Linked DNA regions of Ovis aries: region 1 is linked to region 2. The links are chromatin contacts, called in public Hi-C maps. All regions are on one chromosome and are shown on one strand. The core of a region is the stretch at or near the end of the contact, and the rest is flanking DNA. Distances in the headings are between cores, read along the strand shown.

Region 1 (7,142 bases), core at 1,136-3,635, 120 kb after region 2:
TTCACTGTATGTAAATTATGTGTGTATGCAGTCACTCCAGTCATGTCTGACTCTTTGCGACTCCATAGACTATTGCTCACCAGGCTCCTCCGTCCATGGAATTTTCCAGGCAAAAATACTAGCGTGGGCTGCCATTTCCTACTCCAGGAAATCTTCCCAACCCAAGGATCAAACCTGCGATTCCTGCCTCTCCTGCATCGGCAAATGGATTTTTTACTACTGTGCCACCTGGGAATCCCATGTAAAGTATACTTGAGTTTTTAAAAAAAAAAACAACAAAAACAGGAAAAAATAAGACAGAATCACCTAAAAGTGGAACTGGAAATCCAGAGCACCAAAATAGAGGTTATTTGTGTAAGATATAAAGCTGATTGTGATCAGATTAATAAATGTGTGAAAGAGCCAATTCACCTACAACCCACGAAAGCAGAAAGAGAGGCTCTTCAAAAAAGTGACCTTTCTATTTGAAACACTAGAACAACCTCAAGTTCAGAGATATCAGGGGCACGGAGAAGGAACTGCTGCTGCTGCTGCCAAGTCGCTTCAGTCGTGTCCAACTCTGTGACCCCATGGATGGTGAGCTGGTAATTAATTCATGAGCTGCAAACATTTGCACCCATTCTCTGCCTTAGAAGTGGTAGATCCTGGATTTTTTCCCCCAAGTGAAAATTTTAAGTAAAGCTTATTTTTTTACCAAAGATGAGAGTTATGATACCTGAGGCTCCCAGAGAAGGCACTGGAGCCAGAGAAAGTAGCCAGTGTACACTATTTCCCTTCCACCCTCAAAACCATTAGAGCTAGGACCACTGAAACCAAATCTCTATTTACGCTTAAGAAAGCAGGGATTCTCACCTGGCCTTGGGAAACATATCCGATCTTCTTATTCTAAACAGATGAAACTCTGATGTGAAAACTAACGGGCATTCAAAAAGCATGAAACAGAGGAAAAACAACAGAAGTGTCATCCAATGCTAAAAATAAACAAAGGACCTGCTGATGAAAAGTGTTAATCAAGAAAGGAAAGAACTTTAAAATACCATAGTTTGGGGACTTCCCTGGCAGTCCAGTGGTTAAAACTCTGAGATTTCACTGCAGGTGGCACAGATTTGATCCCTGGTCAGGGAACCCAGATCCTACATGTCATGAGGGCATGGCCAAAAAAAGAAAGTTAGAATATGGTAGTTGGTATACTTGAGGAAGTCAGGAAGTGCCATTTACAGAAATAAAGGCATTCTATAAAAAGAAAGAGTTCTTGGAAATTCATGCTTGGGAAAAACATGAATGCAGAAATAAAAAAAGTATTTCAACGGATAGGGATGAATGAAAACCAAATTGTGAACAGAAAGACTGTGTTAGAGCTGTCTTCCATATTCAGTGAATAAACACAAAGAAGATGATGAGAATAAAATAAATACTGAGCCACGGAAGCTATAGGCAAACTTTTAGACGCTGTCTACCATACATTCCACAAGAGATAAATAGAATCAAGAGAACAAAAGAATCAATGAATCAAAAGGAAAAAAATTTCTCTGCTGAAAAGTGAAGTCACTCAGTCGTGTCCGACTCTTTGTGACCCCATGGCCTGTAGCCTACCAGGTTCCTCTGTCCATGGGATTTTCCAGGCAATAGTCTTGGAGTGGATTGCCATTTCCTTCTCCAGGGGATCTTCCCAACCCAGGGATCGAACCCAGGTCTCCCGCATTGTAGACAGACACTTTACCGTCTGAGCAACTAGGGAAGCCCAAGAAAGGCTCAAATCTACAAATTGAAAGGGTTCAATGAGTGCTGGGCAAGAATGATGAAAAACTACATCTTCATGAAATTTCTGAATTCCAAGGTTAGACAGAAAACCCCCAAAGCTTGGGTTGAGCAGCACGAGAGACACATTACTTGGAAGGAATCAAATCAGTCTGTGGTTCTCATCAGCAACGCTAATACAGAAGACAGAATTCTAAGGAAAGATTCTTTTGAACCCAGCTTCTAGATGCTGTTACCCTATCATTTAATTATTGTGAATTCAGAATTCTCAACTCAGTTAATCTTTAAGGAAATAAATGATGGGAACAAAAATCAAGATATATTTGGACATGCAAACATTCTGAAAGTTTACCATCCAGGAACCCTTTCTGAAAAAGATACTCAGATGTACTAGAAGCTGAAGAAGAAGGAGGAAGAGGAGGAGCAGGAGGGTGAAATAGGAAGCCACAGGGCACAAAACTCAGCAGTTAGCAAAGAAATCAGTAAAACCTGTGGCTAAGCCCATTGTGAAATAATTGAGTACAGTATTTCTCTTTTAAAGATTGTACTATTTGCTAAGGTCAGTGATGGGTCTTCACTGTTGGCAGTTCTCATTAAGCAAGGCGTAGCTCCATCAGCCTTCAGAGTTGTTGTGAGCTTCCTCAGCAATTGTGTCAGTCATGGTTAGATGCACCCCACTTCTCAGGGCTGTGGGTGCCTGCAAGGGTCCTCAGGCCGATTCTTGGTCCGGAAATGGGCTGTCAGCAGGCTTCCTTTTGGGGTTTGTGGAACAAACATACCAACAGCTGAGGCTTCCTCTTGTGAGGCAGGTGACTCTGTGTGTGTGTGTGTGTGTGTGTGTGTGAGAGAGAGAGAGAGAGAGAGAGAGAGAATGGGACACAGAGCCCTAGTCTTGCTTGGTGTTACCCCTGCTACCAAGGGGCAAGGACGGGCCAATCCTATGCCAGCTGCTTTCTGAACTTCAGCTGGAATGTCTGAAGTTTGCTTCTAAATCCACATCTTCCAGGGCCTTCCCTGGCGATCCAGTGGTTAAGACTTTGCCTTCCAATGCAGGAGGTGCAGGTCGGATGCCTGGTTGAGGAATTAAGATCTCACATCTTGAGGCCAAAAACCAAAACATAAAACGGAAGCGATAGTGTAACAAACTCAATAAAGACTTTAAAAATGGTCCACATTTTTTAAAAATGCCAAATCTTCTATCAGAGTGCACTCGCCAGTGCAATTCTGAGAACCCCGGTGTCCGGATGGCTTCTAGCAGTCAGATGTAACAGCCAATAGTCTATTTGTTGCCCAAGCTCCACAAACTGACTGCAGGTAGGATGTTTGGTTTGTGTGTGTGTTCGGGGGAGGGAGAGGCGTGTGGAGGAAGGCAGGATAATCTCGCTTGCTCTTTCTCCCATCGCAATGAAGTGTCTGAGAGTCATTGAGATTTTAAGAATGACAAGTTTACCTGCACTTGACTTAGAGACGGTCATCAGCAGGGCTTTTCTCCATAGAGACAGGTTCCTGCTATAGGTCTGGACAAATCTGCTTAAGAGGTTGACTCCATCCTGGGAGGGTCAACGTGGCCTCTTACAGGTAGCCTGGCGGTGTTCTCAGAGGTCACGTCAGCTAGGGATAGATGTGTGTGACCAATGTCTGTGACCGTGGAATGTGGTGTTACAGAGGGGGCTCACTTTTATCGTTTTCAAGCACTCACAGTTTTTCAACCAGCGTAATATATCAGAGGCTTCAAATATTTAAATCATTTGCAAGTTAATGCCAACTTCAAGCAATAAGTTCAACACCGAAGCTTATCAAACTCATTACAGTTACATATTCAAACCATTCCCGAAATATCCACAGATAAGCAATTTATTTACAATTTGCAAGCCTGCTAGTATTCCCAAGCCAGCCTCTGGAAAAAAGCAGTAAGTCATTTCTGGTTAGGAGTGTGATGACCAAGCAAGGGATTTTTCCAGGAAAGTTCTAAGATATTTGGTATCCAGCCTCCCTGTCTCCCTTCTCCTTCTGGCTCTGTGTCATGTCGGGATGAGAACCCACCAGGCAAACACCAAACTTTATATTGTAAGGAGACACACTGAAGAGCAGCCAGGGGGGGAAATGCTAGAGATACTAGGGCCAGTGTTCACTTTCTATTTGCCCAGACTTCTCCTCTCCACATTCCTGCCTGCCTCACAGGCCACTCAGGGCTCTCTAGGAATCCCATCCATTTATGTCTCAGGGATTGGGGGATGGGGCTTTCCAAGGGACCTTTCCTATAATTCTGATTTGTCAAGATCCAAAGTTAATGTGGGGAGTCCTATATGTTAGTGCCTGCCTGGTAAAATAAAAATAGGTACCTACCTTTTTTTTCTGATTGACTTTCAAAAATCATTTTCATCATGTTTAAATGTGCAGCTCAGTGGCATTAAATACATTCATCTTGTCTGCAACCATCACCACCATCCACCCCCAGAATTTTCCATCTTGCAAAAGTGAAACTCTCTACTAATTAAACATCAGCTTCCCATTTCCCTCTTCTCCAAACTCCTTCTACTTCTGTCTCTATGAGTTTTCCACCTTATATAAGTGGAAACTTATAGTACTTACCCTTCTTTAACTGGCTTATTTCACTTAGCATAATATCCTCAAGTTTCATCTACAGTGTAGCATGTGTCAGAATTTACTTCCTTTTTCTTAAGATTTTTTTTTAACGTGGACCATTTTTTAAAGTCGTTATTGAATTTTTTACAATATTGCTTCTGCTTCATTTTTTAAAAATCTTATTATTATTATTTTGCCAAAACTTCAGCCATGTGGGATCTTAGTTCCTCCACCGGGGATCAAAGCCTTATTCCCTGCATTGGAAGGCAAAGTCTTAACCACTGGATGGCCAAGGAAGTCCCTACTTTCATTTTAAGGTCAAATAATATTCCATTGTATGTCTCCACTACATTTTGTTTATCCACCCATCCTTGCATGGATATTTGGATTGCTTCCATCCTCTGGCTCATGTGAATAATAATGCTGTGAACATGGGCATTCTTTGTTGTCACCGAATGTTTTGATTATGTAGCAAGATGTATTAAAATAGACTTCAGTATTTCTTAGACTTCGATGATGGGAAATAGGAATAAGTCAGGAAGCTGTCTGGATTATTTATACAAGACTGCTTGATGTCCCTTAAAATCACTTCCACAATATTGGTCAGTAAACCTCAATATTTTAGGTAGGATTTAAATATTTTATTAATCATATGAAGGCTCACTGATGAGTAAATTACTATAAAAAACTCTTAAAAGAGAAGTTTAAAGTTTTTTTTTAAGTGTGGAAAATGGTAGTTTTTTTGGAGAGCCAGGAAACTAGCATTTGGTGGCCTGAAGCACGAAGAAGGAGCAGATTATAGTGAACAATATGTACACAGATGAGGAAGATAAAATGCTTTGAACTAGGAAAAAGTGTACTTTTCATTTTTTTCAACAATTCTTACACATTGGTACTGGAGCAAATTTGAAAATATTGTAATATCTGTACATTATGTTATATGTACAAAAGCTATGCATATAATTTCAAAATTTTTTCTCTCATCTCTTTTAGTGGACATTTTTGTGGAAGCCATGTGGCAAATCTAATCCAACACAGTTTTCAAAGCTGTCTGGTTTACTGATGTCATTTTTCCCTGTTTGAAAGCACTGCTGCATACTTAATCGGGTGTGTATCTCTCTGGACATTTAATATTTTACTGGGATTTAGGAGATAGGAGAGAGCACTCTTTCAGAATTTATGATGCCATGTTGAAACCAAAAGTCATTTTTTTCTTTGATGAAGTCATTAAAATCTTGATATCATGGGAAAAAAAAGGTTCTCTGTAAATTCTCTTTTAAAAGACAGTGGTGTACTGACTGTGCTCCCTTAAAAAAGAACATTTTTCTTAAGCTAAATATTTTCTTGGTAATAATCTCACTGCCAAATTTAATTAACACTGGTTCAATATTCTCTTTTAATTCTAGCGACAAGTACTGATAAGATAATTTTTCATTGTGTGACTCCATGAACTTACCATTGGGTAGGATGTAGTTTGTTTTTACAAAAATATTTGTTTGAAAACAAAAAATCACACAATCTAATGTAGGATATAAGTGCATCATGTATTGTACTAACATAAAATTTTCAAAATTTAGAGAGACTCCAAGCTTCCAATTCAGGAGACACAGGTTTGGGGAGCTAAGATTTTACATGCCACGAGACTCAGCCAAAAGATTTAAAAAAATATTTTAAAAACCCCAAATGGTGCACAACCCTCTAGAATAAAATAATCTTCAGAAGGGCTACTGCACAACACCTAGCACCCCATTGAAAAGACACCCAGTAATCTGTTGTCCATTTCCAAGTCTTGGATATTTTTTCCCTGACATTACCAATTAAAAATGTATATGGCTTCCCTGGTGGCTCAGATGGGAAAGAATCTGCTTGCAATGTGGGAGACCTGGGGTTCATTCCTAGGTTGGGAAGATCCCTGGAGGAAAGCATGGCAACCCACTCCAGTATTCTTGCCTGGAGAATCTCCATGGACAGAGGAGCCTGGAGAAGGGGGGTGGGGTTTACAGCCCATGGAGTTGCAAAGAGTTGGACCTGACTGAGTGACTAAGCACAAGCACAATAACCTATACATATACACACATTTATAAACGGATGTACACAAATGTATTAAAATGTATGTATTTATTTGGCATGGGAGCATGGCAGAGAAGAAGAGGTATGAGTGAAGTCACTCAGTCGTGTCCGACTCTTTGTGACCCCATGGACGGTAGCCTACCAGGCTCCTCTTTCCATAGGATTTTTCAGGCAAGAGTACTGGAGTGGGTTGCCATTTCCTTCTCCAGACCCAACCCAGGGATCAAACCCAGGTCTCCCACATTGTAGGCAGACGCTTTCCCATCTGAGCCACCAGGGAAGAGCCCGAAGAAGAGGTATTGAAACAATGACATGATTTCAAAGTTCATGGAGAGCGGAGCTTAAAGACACTGTCTAAATAATAGGAGATAGCTTGCACTACTTGCCCTGTCCATAGTACTCCCCAAAGCAGGCTCTTATCTTTGCTGAGCAAAGAATGATTAGCAAGGAAGCCTGATGCAAAGGGCCTAGGAAGTTTATTTTTAACCACTTCTTTTTAAGGCTGCACAGCAAGTTGAACCCTGTGGTCCTGGGTGGTTAGGGTGAGAGCAGGCCCACGGCACAGAGGCAAGCCAGTGAGGATATGGGTGAGGAAATGGGTGAGGAAGTGGAGGGGGCCGCTGCTCTTGGGGTGCTCCACAGACACCTCAAAACGGACACTTCAAGCTGAAAACGTTCAACCTGGAACTTATTTTTTCTTTCCCTGCAGCCAGCCTCTCCCTACCCCA
Region 2 (7,697 bases), core at 3,560-6,059:
TCTAAATTTCAAAGATGAAGAAAAACTCTTCTAAGGATCAGTCTTTTCCATCATAGTTATACGATGCTGAAGGTAAGCAGGGCTATAGTTATAGAGCTCCTGACTGACTCAATAGTTCTTCATATACTGAAGTTTTACCTTAGGTAAGTGACAGAATATATAGAGACTCAGGAAACAACCCAAGGTTCCTTCTAAAAAAAAAAAAAAAATCTTGAAAATTTATTCTACTAACTGAAAGATGATTAAAAAGCACAACACTGTCAATTATTTCTAAATAAGTGATTATTATTATTTTTAATTTATTTGGCTGCACTGCATCTTCGCTGCAGCATACCAACCCTTAGCTGTCCTCACGTGGGATCTAGTCTCCTTACCAGGGACTGAATGCAGACCCCCTGGTTGGGAACCCAGAGTCTCAGGGTATAGAGTAGATTGTACCAGTTTTAAGGACAAAGGCTCAGTGCTTAAGGGCAATGATTCTTTAAAGAGGGTAGTGATTATCACTCAAATTGTTCTCTGGCCTTGTCTCAGATTCATGCCTAAATCTCAAAGGACTTTCTCAGAATAAAAATGGAAAGGTCTGTTTTATTAGAAACTCTGAGTGACACTGGGACCTCGGTGATATAGTATGACAAAAGGAAAATTATTCTTGAAAATCCACAGCAACTTCGACTTGGGCTGGCAACTGCCACTACTGGTCAGGGACTGAAGACAGCACCTTCAGCGCAAATGCTCAAGTCCTCTGGACTGGTCTTACTAAGCTTCACACGGAAATGACTACATCAGGGCCAAGGATGGGCTCAGGAACATGGACGTAACTCATGATGGCAGAGAGGTCAGTGAGTATGTGGGAAACACTTTCAAGTCTCTTTCTCACACAGTTGGGAAGGACTTTGAAGGAAGGCTCATCGTTCAACAGATTGGGCAGTGTCAGATTCAGTGTGTGTCAGCTATTATAACCTAGTCTGACTACCAAGTTAACAGCACCTGAAAAATATGAATTATACACCTATACAGTTTCCTTCAGCCTCTGAAGTTTGTTATTGGCATTAACTATTGAACAAATAACACGTACTTAAGGGAACACTTGGCAATTTTTTTTTATTTTTGAAATAATTACAGATTCACAGTAAGTTCTAAAAGAAGTACCAAGAGGTCCCAGAAACTCTTCACCCAGTTTCTACCAGTAATGTCTTAATAATTGTAACAAAATAAATTGACATTGGTACAATTCATAAATCTCACTCAGATTTTACTAGTTTTACATGCACTGTATGTGTCTAAAGTCCGATGCAATATTATCAGATTCTGTAGATTTGTACAGTCAACCTCACAATCAGGACTTGCACCATCACCACAAACACCCCCCCTGCTATACTCCCTTATAGTCACACCTGTCTCCTTCTCTTTATGTATCTTCCATCACCACCACCCTGCCATCCTCCTTCTTAACCCTTGGCAACCACTAATCTGTTGTCTATCTCTGTAATTTTGTCATTTTGAGACTGTTATATAAATGGAATCATACAGTTTGTAGGCTTTTAAGTTTAGCTTTATTTCACTCAGAATAATTTCATGTTTGTATTTTAGCGTATATATGCTAGCAATTATGATTCTGTATTTGTCAGGGGATAAAATGATATTAAAATGTCTCCCTCCTAGATTCATCAAATGGCTGGTCTTATCTCTGACTTAAATTGGGATCTTTTTATTTTTCTATCTTAGGTATTATTTTTCTATCTTAAGTAATCTTACCTATAAACATGAATAGGGTAACATGTGTGTGCTAAGTTGCTTCAGTCATGTCAGACTCTGTGACCCCATGGACCACAGCCTGCCAGGCTGCTTTGTCCATGGGATACTCCAGGCAAGAGTACTGGAGAGGACTGCCATGCCCTTCTCCAGGGCATCTTCCCCACCCAGGCATCGAATTCACGCCTCTTATATACGTCTCCTGCACTGAGAGGCCCTTTCTTTACCACTAGTGTCATGAGCAGGGTAATAATGTTGGTTAAATGTTAACTACCACTGCATATTGCAATGTTTTAAGGCAAATGTTCAAAGGTTACATTTCGCCCAAACATCATAATGGAGGGGGTAGGGAGTGTCTCATTAGATGAAGGTGTTTCAGGGCAATTTCTTACAATAAAAATTAGAATAAAAACAAAAGAAGGTAAAGTGTTAGAAAATTTAAACTAAATTATTTTAACTGTCTTACTTTTCAAAAGTAAAGAGCAATTAGCAAATAAAGACTGTGTTATCATCAGGAATCCAGTATACAGAACATATAGCTCTTTATGTCAAGGCAGGTCACGTGGGTGATTATCTGATCGTTCCAGAAACTCAGAAACTTACGCTGATATTATAGGCCACAGCTTTCTAATGCCATACGTATTATAGGAATAGCTAGTATTCTAAAAGTGGTCATAGAAGAACTAAATTCTATTCTATATATTGTTTCTGAATCAGAGAAACTCACAAACCTATGGCGTTCAATCCATGAAAAATCTTTGAAACTTATGGCCAAGAGGCAGGGGAGGGGCCAGGGTTTCACCTTGTGTTCTGTCCTGAGTTGTCTTCTTACTATCTAGGCTTCTGTTGCACAACTGGATGTGACTGGTTTAGGAAACGCCATACAGTTCTGTTCATTTCAGTCAGGTACACTTTACACTGGAGACCTTTCAAAGTTATTTTTGGTACTATGGACAGTGAGTGTGAGACAGACTTCACATTTATTTTTTAATACTGAAATCTGTCAGCTATCATAAGGCACTGGCTAAGAGAAATACAACTTCTAAAAGTATAAATTGGTTCCGCTTTTGGGAATCATTTTGTCAATATTTATGAAATCTGAGAATGCTTATGCCTTTTGTCCTCCAATTCTGTTTCTAGGAATCTATTCCTTGATATAATCACATACAAGCAAAGATGCTCATACATATATGATGTTCTTTGCAGTACTGTTAATTATTTTGAATAATTAGAAACAATGTAAATTTCCACTATTTTGGAAAAGGTTAAATAAAATTATGGCACATGAAATAATAGTATTAAAAAGAATTAAGTAGATTTTTAAGTGAAAAGAGGAAAAAATGGTGAGGGTGTTGGAAGGTGCACAACTGTTAAGTGGCTATCATGGGCAAGGGGGTAGCTTGTGAAGAGAAATAATACCTTTTTATATTTAAAGTTGTTTTGAATTTTCCAAAATGAGCATGTATGTATATTACTACTTGCATAGCTTAAAAAAAAATTGAGGCAATTTTATCAACAGAATATATTCCCCAAACAACAGGAAGACCTCATCAGCTACTTATCTTGCTGGTATTTTTAATACCCATCTGGCAAAGTAGGGTGGCAATGTTTACAACTGCAACTTCATATTTAGATTTAACATAAGAATCAAAGCATATTTGACCTTTTGAAAAGTGCGATTTAGGTTAGATAACAGTATTTTTAAAATGATCTTTCTTAATAAGATACCTGAGGTATTCAAAAATTGTGTTTTGTCAACAAACAAATAATAAACTAAGGGAGGAATGCAGCAACCGTCAAGACTGGAACCTGATTTTCTTGGTCAGCCCTGCAGTGCTTGGCAAATAGTAAGCAACAAATATTGACTGAAAAGATGGGTGAATCAACAGTTTAAGTCTTTTCAGTAGCACCCACTTTTTAAAAAGCAGGATAGTAGCAAGGATAGATGATGGAGCTTGTAGTTACTGGCTTTTCGAATGAGGCTGAGAAGGAGCTGTCCCCTCTTTCTACCCAGGAAGTTAAGAATTTGGTGGAGGACAGTGTTCAGTGGCTCACGTCTTGGGCGATCTGTGAATCGAAAAATCATTCAATTTCAGAACCAAACAGAATATGAGGGGAAAAAAACCGAGTTGCCACTACTTATATTCTTATAATTTTGCTCAGACTAAAAGGAAAGGGTTTCTGTGGGTGTCAAACTGTCGGCAAATCACTCGTCTAAATTTTCATCTGAAAAACGAGAATAAGCACTCTTTCATAGGTTTCTGTTGTTGTTGTTTTTTTTTTAATAGGGAAAATGTGGAAACTTTTATAAAATGCTACCAATATAGTGGCCATTCCATACAGTGCAATGAATGTTTCCTGTAAATTCAATGCCAGACTGAGTGGAAGAGCACTCAGAGAATAAAGCTGTATATTCTCAAGTTCGGGGTAATCTCATTCACCTCTTTCATCTTCATCCCAACCTCACCTACCGAGCCGGTGCGGGTCACCGGGCGGGCGACCGGCGCTTCCCTGGGCTGCCAGGCCGGGGGAAGCCCACAGACGGCGCCTGGCCTCGGTGCTCGGGGCCGAGCCGACAGTCTCGCCCACCCGGGGCAATTTCGCGGCGGTTCTGGGGCTCTCGCGGGACACTCCTACCTACTGTCCGGAGTCGGGTCCCCAACGTTTTTCCCGCTGGTACAGGGAGGTGTCCAAGCTAGGGAGCCCCCGGGCGGAGGAGGCGGAAGGCAGGCGAAGCCCGCGGGGGCGCGGGGCGGGGTGTGGGGGGGGGGGTGGGGGCGGCGAAGCGGGAAGCACAAGGCGCGCGCTCCCGCGAGCAAGGAGGCCGGCGGGGGCGGGGGGCGCGCGCCGGGGCGGGGCACCCGGAGGCGGGGTCTCTAGGGAGGCAGCAGGAAGAGGGCGCCCTGGAGCCGAGCCGGAGAGCGGCTGAGGGCGGGGCCCAGGGAGGGCGTCGACGCTGAGGGGCGGGGTGAGGCGAGGCGGGGACGCGCTCGGGGGGTGGGGAAGGCGGGGGCGCGGCGGTGGCGGGAGCGTCCCTGGTCTCCGCCCCTGTTTCCCACTCTCTCTCCACCTCCGACCGGCCGGGGCTCAGGAGAGGCGCCGTTTGCCGGTTCCCGGAGCCGCCCTGTTGCCGCCGCCTCCTTCCTCCGCTCGCGGTGAGCCCGTCAGTCCCCGCACTGTGCTCGCCTCCGTCTGGGCCATGGATGGGTAAGTGCTCGGCGGCGCGGCGGTCACCGGGCTGCGCTCGTCCTCTTTTCCGCAGCTCTCGGCCGGACGCGCCGGAGCTGGGAAGCCGGGCGCGGCGCCGGCGACCAGAGGAGCGGCCCCGGCAGAGCCCGACGGCGGGGCTTCCGGGTGCCTCCTTTGGGGAGCCACGCATCGCGGAGAGGCGGTCCGCCGCAGCCTCTCTTTCCCCCTCGGGGCGCCCCCCTACCCCGTCCTGCCGCCTCTGTACACCCTCGCCCCGGGAAGCGGCGGAAAGCCCGGGGCAGACCCGGGTTCCGAGGTCCGCCCTCCGCCCGAGAGTCGAGGGAGCCCGGCCCGGCCTCCCGACACTTCCTCTCAGAAAATGGTGCGCGGCGCTGGGGGAGGCGGAGGCGGCGCTCGGGGCGGGCGTCCTCCCGCTCGGGGAGTTGGTGTTTACCGGTGAGGTGGGGCGAGCGCTGGAGCTTCCCCTGGCGGGGAGACGAGTGGCCGCGGAGTGGCGGACGGCGAGGGCACGCGCCGGTAAACGTCTGGGCGGCGACCCGGTCCCGGAGCCGGGGCCCCACGCGGTCTCCGGGCTTGTGCTGGGAGCTTGTTACGATTACGGTACTCCGGGAGTCTGGACTCGGTGAACAGGGATGCGTCCCTTTACCAACCCCACCTCCGCCCCCAAGGAACTTCGTGAATTCCCTGCGCTGTATGCAGAAAAAAAAAGTGCGATTTTCCAGGCGGTTTGAAACGCTCTAAAAGTGAATGAAATCTGTGGCTAAAGTAAAGATGTAGGATCATCGGTGTAAATATTTCTCTGGGGACTCCTTGGGTGGGACCAAACCAATATTTGAATGATTAAGAAAATAACTAGGTTAGATCTTAGTGAATTAGTTGAAGATCCTAGTATATGTCTGTCAAGGTTAAAAAAAAAAATCTCCTGCTCTCTTAGAGCCTGCAGATCCACTTACTTATTTTCATTATGCACTTGAGATTTTGGTTGGCCTGTTACTCGATTTTGATGGCAAGATTTCTGTAAACCTCTTGGTTGTAGAATATATGGAACTTGCTTGTACAGTAAAATCACGTATATGTTGCCATATAGTTGATTGTTGTCGTGCTGTGTAAAGATCTTCCTGTGTAAAAGGATCTTCGAACAATTTTTGCCTTCATTAGATTTCATTTATCCTAGTTTTATAAATCTATAAATATATTTGAATGCAGATTGCACAGTATTACAGACGTTAGACAAAATGCAATTTTAGATTTCGCTTATTGTGATGTCCTTTAAAGTATTTTTAAGATTTAATTGAAGCTGTTTTTATTGTTTAACTGAAGCTTTTCTGAGAGCACTGTTAAAAACTCGTTTTACATCACCTTTTTTCAACTGCACTTTCTATGAGTGCAAAATTTTGCTATCTTAATTATTTGTGTGAGTATGCCAGTATTTCATTTGAGCAAGGCTGTGAAAGTGGTATTTTCATTATGTGTAGTGAATTGTCTTGACTAGTGGTTTAACGTGAGACGTGGAAGCAGCCTAGCTTTTTGTATTGGAAACTTTACAGTGTTATAAAGAGGACTCTTGGATTATGCATCTTCGCTGTTAAACTCTTGAGCAATTGTGAAGTGCACACTTACTCTTTTGGGTAGTGTTTAAGAAATTAACTTTTTCTTCCTCCTAAATGTGGTTTGAAAACTGAAAATGAGTTTATTGGTTTAAGTATATGAGGCAATAAGAAATACTGAAAGGTAAGTTCATTTGGGAGTTCAAGTAGGAGCATGCTCTTTGCATCCGGACCAATACTGTGGTATACCTTACACAATCTAATTTTTTATCCACAGATGTCAGAGATATCACATTTAAATTTAAAACAAATTCGAGTTTCCAAAGTGTATAAGAAAAAATTTTAATCTATATCGTTATTGTTTAAAACAAATTTGCATCATTAGACAAATATAAATTTGTTTACTTCTATTAAATAATGATATAGGTTATTAACAATATATAGAATTTTATTAGAGCTTTCTTTTAGAAGATATTGAGACAAACTTAATTGAAAACAGTTTCTTTTGGGTTAGAAGAGATGGATTTTTGTTTGGCAGAACTATATAGGGTTTTTTACATCTTGATGTTAAGGGATATGGTTTTTAACTCAGTGAATTTATACTTTCAGGAGGCTAATTAAATTTCTACATTTTTCCATAGCCTGAAAAAAGGTCCTTTTTCATTATTTTGGATAGTTAAGAAACCAGCAAACCTCCAGTCAACATATCTTCCTAGTTCCACCTCAGAGGCCAGCTGCCCTGTGTGTGTATGTGTGTGTATGTTCATTTCTCTTTGAGGTAATTTGATCACAGATATGATTCGGTAGGACTCTTTCAAAAGCAAATCTTTGACAGTTTTGATGTCTGAAGGCTGACGTTTGTAATTATTTTAGTTCTAAGGCTGTCTTAGTTATATTTTGGTGAGCCATTTGGGTGGTGGATGCAAATTTTCAAGATATTTTCTATTTCTATAAAATCCACTCACTGGTTTTGTTTCAGGTAAAACTTTAAGTATGGTTACTCATGCCAGTGATTTAAAAGAATGAACTTTGGTGATTATAAGGCTTGGCTGGATTTGTTAAATAGAGGTAAATGGATAAACCCATTTTCATTTATTGAAACAATTATTTTTCTAAATACTGAAAAAGAATTTGATTTATTATTTGTTTCTTACATTGGCTGTTAAAGCTTTGCTTTTACACTCTGTT

Evidence for each region. Hi-C and Micro-C count contacts between places; a contact is called where the count stands out from the background.
Region 1: a contact with region 2 is called in a Hi-C map of skin fibroblasts, with 1.7 times the contacts expected there. The contact joins the enhancer-like site here to the promoter of PTBP3 in region 2. A contact is called at or near these places in 2 of 16 Hi-C or Micro-C datasets (blood and skin fibroblasts).

What each region holds. Positions count from the first base shown.
Region 1 is chr2:11,337,271-11,344,412 of ARS-UI_Ramb_v3.0, forward strand. No RefSeq gene overlaps it. Among named protein-coding and RNA genes, the nearest start is that of SUSD1, 4.7 kb to the right of the region's middle. Within about 2 kb of position 2,386, at least 8 of the 54 cell types and tissues checked have an H3K27ac peak or open chromatin away from gene starts, as enhancers often do.
Region 2 is chr2:11,217,371-11,225,067 of ARS-UI_Ramb_v3.0, forward strand. It overlaps PTBP3 (polypyrimidine tract binding protein 3), which reads left to right and starts at 4,810. Exons shown (of 15, transcript XM_060408912.1): 1 at 4,810-4,959. LOC114112783 (a long non-coding RNA gene) reads right to left here and starts at 4,484. Exons shown (of 2, transcript XR_006058562.1): 1 at 4,224-4,484; 2 at 1,076-3,819.